2 separate regions of the Mus musculus genome follow, and region 2 is linked to region 1. The links are chromatin contacts, called in public Hi-C maps. All regions are on one chromosome and are shown on one strand. The core of a region is the stretch at or near the end of the contact, and the rest is flanking DNA. Distances in the headings are between cores, read along the strand shown. Region 1 holds the start of Rnf145 (ring finger protein 145). Region 2 holds the start of Rack1 (receptor for activated C kinase 1).

Region 1 (4,024 bases), core at 165-2,664:
ACAGTGAGCTGAAACACACCCATTCTCCATAAATTCTGTCCAAGTTTTATCACAGTCACAGAAAATGGGAGGGAGATATGCTACTGTGAACTTTAGTGATGGCTTTGGCTACATATTACTTATTTTACATCTATGAATGTTTTGTCTGCAGATATGTCTGAGCACCACATGTTTGTAGTGTCCATGGAGGCCAGAAGAGGGCGTCAGATCCTCTGGGACTCGAGTTACCAGCTACACCTGGGTGCTGAGAATTGAACCTGGGGGTGGGGTGTTCTCTAGAAGAACAAAAAGGGCTCTTAAGAGCTAAGCCATCTCTCCTGCTCTGATGACCTTGTATATGTAGAGGTTGTGTTTACAGTTTTATAGCAGGGGAGACCCAGAGGTTCAGAATCGTGGGTGTATGTGTCTCATAAGCAGTGGACAAGGACACATAAACATCAAAGAATACTCATTTTGTCTTGTACAGATTGTAAGGTGGAGGCTCTTGGCAAGTTTCCGAATGAGCCAGAATGGTTGCAATGCCTTACAAATCACTTGGTGTTCATCTTCTGTTACCTAGGCACTGCCTAATGAAAGGCCACACTAGTTTCTAGTGGCAACTGATTCTCAAGGGACTAAACTAAAAGCAAGGAACAACAGAGCAAATGGCAGAAGGTAATAGCGAGGCAATGGTAATACAGATGAACGTAGTAATAGATCCCTGCAAAGATCAGCTTAAGTCCTCAGCAAGCTTATATACTATATAGACACAGATCCTGCTCTAAAAGCTTCTACATTTATAATACGGCAAGAATGTGCCATAGTATTAGGAGACTAGAGCAGAACAAAAGGGTTTCAGGGAAAGGGTGTGTGCACACTAATGTGGTTTGAACCTTGAACCAAAAGAAATGGCAAACCTATTTACACCTTTTATTTTCATACAGTAGTTAATCATTTGCACCAAACGAAGGAGCCGGAATACAGTCCCAGGGAGCAATTCCAAACCATTCACTCATCCAGCATTTTACTCTTCGTCGTCCCTGATGCCTTAGAGACGAGTCTTAGTCTAGTCAAGGAGAGAGTTAAAAATTGCTCTGGGTTTGCACGCGGCAGGGACCAGCCTTTCACATTGTCCCACGTGGTCCCAGCAGGTGAGTGTAGGTGTGGGCGCGTGCGGCTCGTGGTGTCTGCGGAGTGAGCGCGAACACGTGTCAGAATGGCTGGGGTCACAGTGCATGTCCCGGTGTCGCCTCACCCTTCCTTGGAATAGTCTGCCGGACCAGCACCAAAGAGAAGCCGGCGTTTCGGGCCCACTCAACGGAGGCGGTGCGGGAAGATCCCGCCGTGCGCGATTGTGAGTGAGCGTGGGCGCACGGGGGCCGGGCGATGGCGAGCTCGCGCGCAGGCGCAGAGCGCGCGAGCCGGCGGTCGCCGCAGAGCGCGGGGGGCGGAGCCGGAGCGCGGGGACCAGGCCATGGCGGCCGCCGGGCGCTGGTGCCGGCGCTCGGCCCGGGAGCGCCTTTGTCGCCGCGGAGGATGGTGACCTCACGGTTCGGGCCGCTTCCGCTGCCTCCGCCTCCCGAGACGCCGCAGCCGAGGCCGGACGCGGGAGAGCCGCCGCTGTGAGCCGCGCAAACCGGGCCCCCCGCCGTCGGAACCGAAGATCTCACCGGAGGGGCGGGAATCGGAGCCGGGCAGCAGCGGACACCGCCATCCCCAGTGCCGCCCCGCAGGCAGGGAGGCTGCGGCTCCAGGTGACTGCGGTCAGCCGGGAGCATCCCGCAGGCCTGCTGCCCACTGCGCCTCCCCTCCCCTCCCCCACCCTCGCTCCTCCCCGCCGCGCCCCCTCCTTCTCCGGCTCTTGGCCCCGGCCTGGTCCCCCTCCGCACCGCGCCCTCCCGCCCACCCCTGAGCAGCGATCAGTCTCCTGCGACCTCCTCGCAGAGCCTCATACTCGTTCCCGGGGCCTCGGCTGCCTCCTCACCACCTTCCATCCTTCTTTCCTCCCGCGCCTGGAGAGGGAGAGAACCCTCACATTCCTGAGATGCCCTCATTGGGGCTCACCCCTCTCTGCTCTCCTGTACCCCGGTTGCAAGGCCTTTCCCGGTCTCTCTGGCAGAGGTGTCCAGTCCGGGCTCCTTTGCTCAGGTTTGCATTTCTAACTTTTCGTCTTTTGCGTTTCTGTTCACTCTTTTTGCTTTCAAGCTTCTTCCCTCTTCCCTGGCGTCTCCTCACCTCGCAGCCCCTTAACTCAGCCTAACCATGTGCAGGCGGTGCAGGTTGCGGGTTTCAGAAAGACCTGCCAAGCCCAAAGAATAGGGGGACCCCTGGCTTAGTGTGCAGTGCGCCTCTCTTCAGTCACGAGCAGCTCATCTCTCTCTTACTGTGTTCCTTTTCCCGCTCGCCATCCCTGGGTTCGCCCTCTCCAGTTCTGCTTTCCCACCCTAGGACCTTTGTGGAATGAACCCCCTATTCTATCTAAGGGTTAGGAACTTGACTCATATAAGCGCGCCTTATGAGGCGCGGTAGAGCCAGCACCCTTGGCGAGGCAGGGAGCACCCGGGCTTCTCTTCCTGGCAGAGTTTCTGCTCCACGTAATCCCCTAGCCTTGGGGCTGCTGCGTCCGTGCCGCGCTGCTGTGCTGTGCTCGCTGCCTGCTTGCGGCGAGCTGGCTTGGGGTTACTACAGTTCAAATGTATCTGAGCAAAGCAGGCGGGGTTGGGGGAGGTGCGGGGAGAGAGTGAGATGGGGCGGGGGAAGGGGCCTTTGCAGTGGGAAGGCATCAAAGATTAATGGATGGCTTTGCATCTCTGTCTGCAGTAAACAGGAAACTAGTCTGAAAGGAAGGGGTGTGTGTGTGTGTCTGTCTTTATTTTATAAAATACCGAGTGTGCAGTTTTGTGAATCTTGAACCAGACCCAAAAGGATGAGCTGCCGGTGCTGCAGTCGTGACCTAGGCTGAGCGTCCAATGGCAGAGGTAGCGTTGTTTTCCTTCTCTGTGTCGGGCCCTTAGGTTGGACGATGGCTCTTTCACTGGAGGGTGGACTCTTATCTGTGGATGTGGTTTCGGAGATGATGAGGAATCACAGGATTGCTAGTAGTTTCTGTGGAAACCAAGTCCCTACAAAGTTAGCTAGCAACACAGTGGGAGTGGGGAGGATTAGCTATATTTAAAACGTGTGCCAGCGCTTATGTAAGGAAGTTCTCTTTCCTGGTCTCCTTTCTGGGCGGAGTTACTTTCGGATTTTAGGGTCCAGCTTCGCCCTCTCGTTTTTGTTTTTGTTTTTTTGTTTTTTGTTTTGTTTGTTTATTTTTTTTAAGGTCTCAGCATCCCAATGGATAGACAGCCTCCTTGTCCCCCATTTGCTTAGATTCAGTTTTAGTTGATTTAGAATTTGTTTGAATTGCTGGGAGCAGAGAAGGAAGGTTGATGGTGATGGTTTTGTTTGTAACTTTCAGCCCTAAATTATCTGTTATCAATTTAAGTCATCTTATTTTTGCTTTGTCTTTTTTAAAAAGGTAGTTAAGGAGTTGTGGGATTCCTTTTTTTTTTAATACCACATTTTTTTTTTTTTAAAGATAGTTTTCCAACGGAGCCCAGCAGTTACATTTTTCTTACTGTTGAAGTTTCTTTGTCTGATTTCTCCCTATTCAAAACTAAACTTTGGTAGTTTTAGGACAATGCAGAGTGAGGATCTGTGTTTCCTAACCCTCAAGCCCTATAATAAACTGCACATTATACAAGACGTTGTTTCCATGTCTTGGAAAGGCATTTATTGAAACAGCCAGGGTTTGGGGTTTTGGTGAGCATTTATTGAGTCTTTCCGTTTCTGGGAAGAAACATTTTCTGTTTCTGGAAAGAAAGTTTACTGTTTCTGGGACAAAACTTTTCATTTACTTAGCTGCTGGGCTGTCTAACATGGGTTTGAGTCACCTTTAGTTTACGTGGCTTGCAGAGACATGATGGAGAATTCATTTCCAGTTTGTTTCAATAACCCAAGGAAATTTTGGGATCTTACAGGAAGATAAGATAGTGCAGAAAGC
Region 2 (4,274 bases), core at 555-3,054, 4.3 Mb after region 1:
GATCTTCCTACTTCTGCCTCCTGAACACTCGGATCCCAAACCTCTGACACCATGCTTAGTCTCCTATATTCCTTTATTCTCCGCACTACCATATTTTATAAGTACTAATTTCAATCTCTTATCACAGATAAGAAACTAAACTCAGCTGGATGATGGTGGTGCATGTCTTTAGTCCCAGCGCTTGGGAGACAGAGGCAGGTGAACTCGGACTTCAGGGCCATCCTGGTCTAGAGGGCAAGTTCCAGAGCAGCTAAGGCTACACATTGTCTGGAAAAACAAAACACATAAGAAGAGGAGGAGGAGAAGTTAAATTCCATGCAATTTACGAATAGAAAAAAACAAGCCAGCATGGTCTACAGAGAGCCAGGGATACAAAGAGAAACACTGTCTCCAAAACAAAACAAAACCAAAAAAAAGAAAAAAAAAGAAAGAAAAACAAATACTTATACCTAGGGCTTGGTGTTTTAGGGCTATAATCTTAGTTACTTGGCAGGCTGAGGAAGGGAGATCATAAATTTAAGGCCAATTTGAGCTATGCACATCCTGAATCAAAACGAAACAAGGTTGAATGTGGTGATGAATTCCATCATCGAGGCCAGCCTGGTCTACAGAGTGAGTTTCAGGACAGCCAGGACTACACAGAGAAACCCTGTCTCGAAAAACAAAAAACAAACAAAAAAACGAACAAAAACTAAACAAGGCTGGGAGTTGGGTGGATTTAACTCTGTAAGGCACTCTTCCTAGCATGTGGGAGTTCAACCCATAGCACTAAAATAAATAATTAAATGTATCCTTTAGTTCACATAGACATTAGTGGTTGCTTACCTTCCTGACCTGTGTGTGCTCCTTAAAAAAAAAAAAAAAAAAAAAAAAAAAAAAAAAAAAGTGAAGCTGAACAAATCGGCTGTAGCCAAACACACATGGCAGGAGAGAAAATTCCTGACTTCAGCCAGTGCTCTGTGGCAATCACAAGCGCACTCACACACAAATACTTTAAAACATACAGTTAAAACTTTTTAAGGCCAGATCTGTGACATTTGGAAACACTACAAAATTTGAACACGTGTTGAGGTCATCGGGTTGCCAGGCTATCCGTGTTCCTCTGCTTCCCCGTCCGGGAACACTTCTTTCAGGGCAGCACAAGACAGACCAGCAGGCTTTTCTGGGGAATGATCAGAGGCACAGAAAGGGCTTCCAACAGAATCCCCAGAAATCTGAACCCAGCACTTCCTCCTTTATAGCCTCGCCGGGCGGCGGCTCGGTTTATAATTCCAGTACTTGGGAGACAGAAGCAGGTCGGTAGTTCAAAACCATCCTTGGCAACACAACCAGTTTAAGACTAGCCTTCGCTACATGAAATTTTGCCATAAAACAAACAAACAGGCCAGATTTGCTGGCACACGCCTCTAATTGCGACTTTAATTGTACTTCCGTAAGTCAAAGTTGGAGCCGGGGTCTCCAACCAAGGAACTGAACAGAAGCGGAAAGGGCGGAGCCGCGTCTCTGCCACGTAAGGGCGGAGAGGCCACTGTAGTTTGCTTGTGTGCCCTCAGCCCCACTTCTGCTTCCACGGCATGCTTTAATCTCCCGAGAAGCCTTTCTAAAACCCTGGCGCATCTGGCTTCAGAATGCATTTGTACAGCGCTGCCAAACTAGGTTGCGTGGCAGAAGAAACGACGATACTTGAGACCTACTCTCCCAGTTCCTCCCACTTCTCAGTGCAGCTATCTTTGAGCAGCAGTGAATCATGGGAATCCCCGCCTTGCTCTCCGAGTATTTCCGGTTCCGGCGGAGGCCGCTCTTTCTTTTTCTCCACAGGGTCGTGGTGGCAGCCGCTGTGGTGCTTGGCTCTCTGAGCTATCCGGTGCCATCCTTGTCGCTGCGGCGACCCTCGCATCAACTGCAGCCATGACCGAGCAGATGACCCTTCGCGGGACCCTTAAGGGCCACAATGGATGGGTAACACAGATCGCCACCACACCGCAGTTCCCGGACATGATCCTGTCTGCGTCTCGAGGTACGGGCTGCATGCCGGGTAAATCACCCGGTGTCCTGGGGACTGCATGAGAGTCTCGTGGTTAAGCAAGTGGCGCGCGTGTTGGCTCGGTTCATTCCCCAACCCAGTTGTTAGTTGGGGCGTGCATACCCCAACTTGGGCCCCAACCGGGACGACCCTTTACACATGAACGGAAACCGAGACACGTCGCGCAACTGTACTCACACCCCACCTCCCAAAGTTGGCGATTTTAAATCTCTCGCTTGCTTCCTGGAGATGTGTTTAAGTAGTTTTACGGGGCTACAAGACGGGCGGAGCAATGATGACCCCAACATGCCATCTGAGTGGCTTTGCTGAAATCCAGAGGCTGTTTCTGAGCTGTTGTCGCCTGGCCCTAAACTATAGACAGTGGGTAAACTTTGTAGATGCCTTGTTCCCCACATTTCCGGACTTGATTGTCCCGCCCTAGGTTTTCTTGTAACTAATGATTTTTTTTCTTTAATGATGTATCTTCATGTGTATTTCCTCCCTACCCACCCCAAAATTATGCTCATTTTCTCTCCTACCTAATACTAGGCTTATTATTGTCCGTTTCTGTGTAAGTTGGTTCGTGGCTAGGATTGTGTCTGATGCTACAATAACGGCTGCATTTATTTCAGTAACTCTCAGGCGGGAAAGGCTGTCTCTGCTCAGCCTACATACACCCAAGTGGTGCTTCTGCTGTTAATTAGTCTCGGGCCCGGACGATGACTAAGGTTAGGGTTAGTTTCCCAGACCCTGCATGGTAGCTTGCAGTCATCTGAAACTAGTTCCAGGAGACCTGACACGCACTTCTGAACACCATAGACACAGGTAGCACACATATGTATGTAGGGAGCCACTTTAAATAAAATACATTTTGAATGTGGAACTTAAGTCTCAATCCCAGGAAGTGTGGTGCCCATAGTCTCACATTACAGCTGAGATCTACAGCTCTTGATATTGTAGAGTAGTAAGCCTCTTTTATTTATAACTTGAAGTTTCTCTGTCCCGTTTACTGGCCCCAGTGACTTTAAGACTGTAAATGGTGCACAGTAAGTAGGCTTATACCAACCTTTACCAACCCTTTTAGACAAGACCATCATCATGTGGAAGCTGACCAGAGATGAGACCAACTATGGCATACCACAGCGTGCTCTGAGAGGTCACTCCCACTTCGTTAGTGATGTTGTTATCTCCTCTGATGGTCAGTTTGCCCTCTCGGGCTCCTGGGACGGAACGCTGCGCCTCTGGGATCTCACAACGCAAGTAGCTGCTTTGGAATCTTGGGGGGAAAGTGGGCAGAACTGAGGTAGATTCGCCGGGGTGCAGTCTCCCCTTGGTAATTGGTCCTTTTGTAGAGGGTAAAGCAACATTTGGGGGTGTTGTTTTAAACTGGGTACCTATGAAGTGTCTCATCTTGTACGTTGTCTTAGATGGGCATTTGGCAGATGTAATAGAGGATCCTAGTGATGACAAGACGACATTGTCAACCAATCCCCCACAAGGGAATGAGGACATGTCCTGCAATTCTGAATGGGTTCTCTGATACATGTCAGACATGACATAGGCTAGTAGTAGGTTCTAAGCCACGTGTGGACTGTGTGGGGTAATAGAGCCTACGGGGCAAGGATGAAGCTAGGAAAAGGCTCTAGCTGGATGGACAAAACCTGTCTAGAAAGTGACCAGGTTCTCCTTCTTAGGGGCACCACCACAAGGCGATTTGTCGGCCACACCAAGGATGTGTTGAGCGTGGCCTTCTCCTCTGACAACCGGCAGATTGTCTCTGGGTCCCGAGACAAGACCATAAAGTTATGGAATACTCTGGGTGTCTGCAAGTACACGGTCCAGGTAAAGGGATAAGGGTGGTAGGGACAGCATGTTCAGGGCTACCTCCCGCCCCCTGGGGACTTGGGTTGTTTCTGAGGTGGGTTCCTCACTAGGTAGTCCTGGTGGCCTGGAGTGATCTGACTCCTAGGTGTTGGGGTGAAGCTGTGTGCCACCGACTGCCTCTTTAGCTTTTCATTGTGTGTTGTTAGTCCTGTGACTGTCTGGGGTTGTTTTTTGTTATTTTTAAGCTAAGCATGCTGGCTTGTGACTGGCATGGGACTTACAGGCGTTGGAATTTTATTTAAGTACGCTGTAGCTGTCTTCAGACACTCCAGAAGAGGGCATCAGATTTTGTTAAAGGATGGTTGTGAGCCACCATGTAGTTGCTGGGATTTGAACTCAGGACCTCTGGAAAGAGTAGTCAGCGCTC

The links. A called contact is a pair of places that touch in the nucleus more often than the background predicts.
Region 2: a contact with region 1 is called in a Hi-C map of the G1E-ER4 cell line, with 7 times the contacts expected there. The contact joins the promoter of Rack1 here to the promoter of Rnf145 in region 1. A contact is called at or near these places in 1 of 39 promoter capture datasets (cranial neural crest) and 1 of 484 Hi-C or Micro-C datasets (the G1E-ER4 cell line).

What each region holds. Positions count from the first base shown.
Region 1 is chr11:44,517,542-44,521,565 of GRCm38.p6, forward strand. It overlaps Rnf145 (ring finger protein 145), which reads left to right and starts at 1,415. Exons shown (of 11, transcript NM_028862.4): 1 at 1,415-1,733.
Region 2 is chr11:48,798,556-48,802,829 of GRCm38.p6, forward strand. Rack1 (receptor for activated C kinase 1) reads left to right here and starts at 1,805. Exons shown (of 8, transcript NM_008143.3): 1 at 1,805-2,017; 2 at 3,108-3,279; 3 at 3,718-3,865. The coding sequence starts at 1,909. It overlaps Gm36109 (predicted gene, 36109), which reads right to left and starts at 848. Exons shown (of 2, transcript NR_166852.1): 1 at 826-848. LOC115485831 (a small nucleolar RNA gene) reads left to right here and starts at 2,310; the gene lies at 2,310-2,377. It overlaps Snord96a (small nucleolar RNA, C/D box 96A), which reads left to right and starts at 3,478; the gene lies at 3,478-3,554.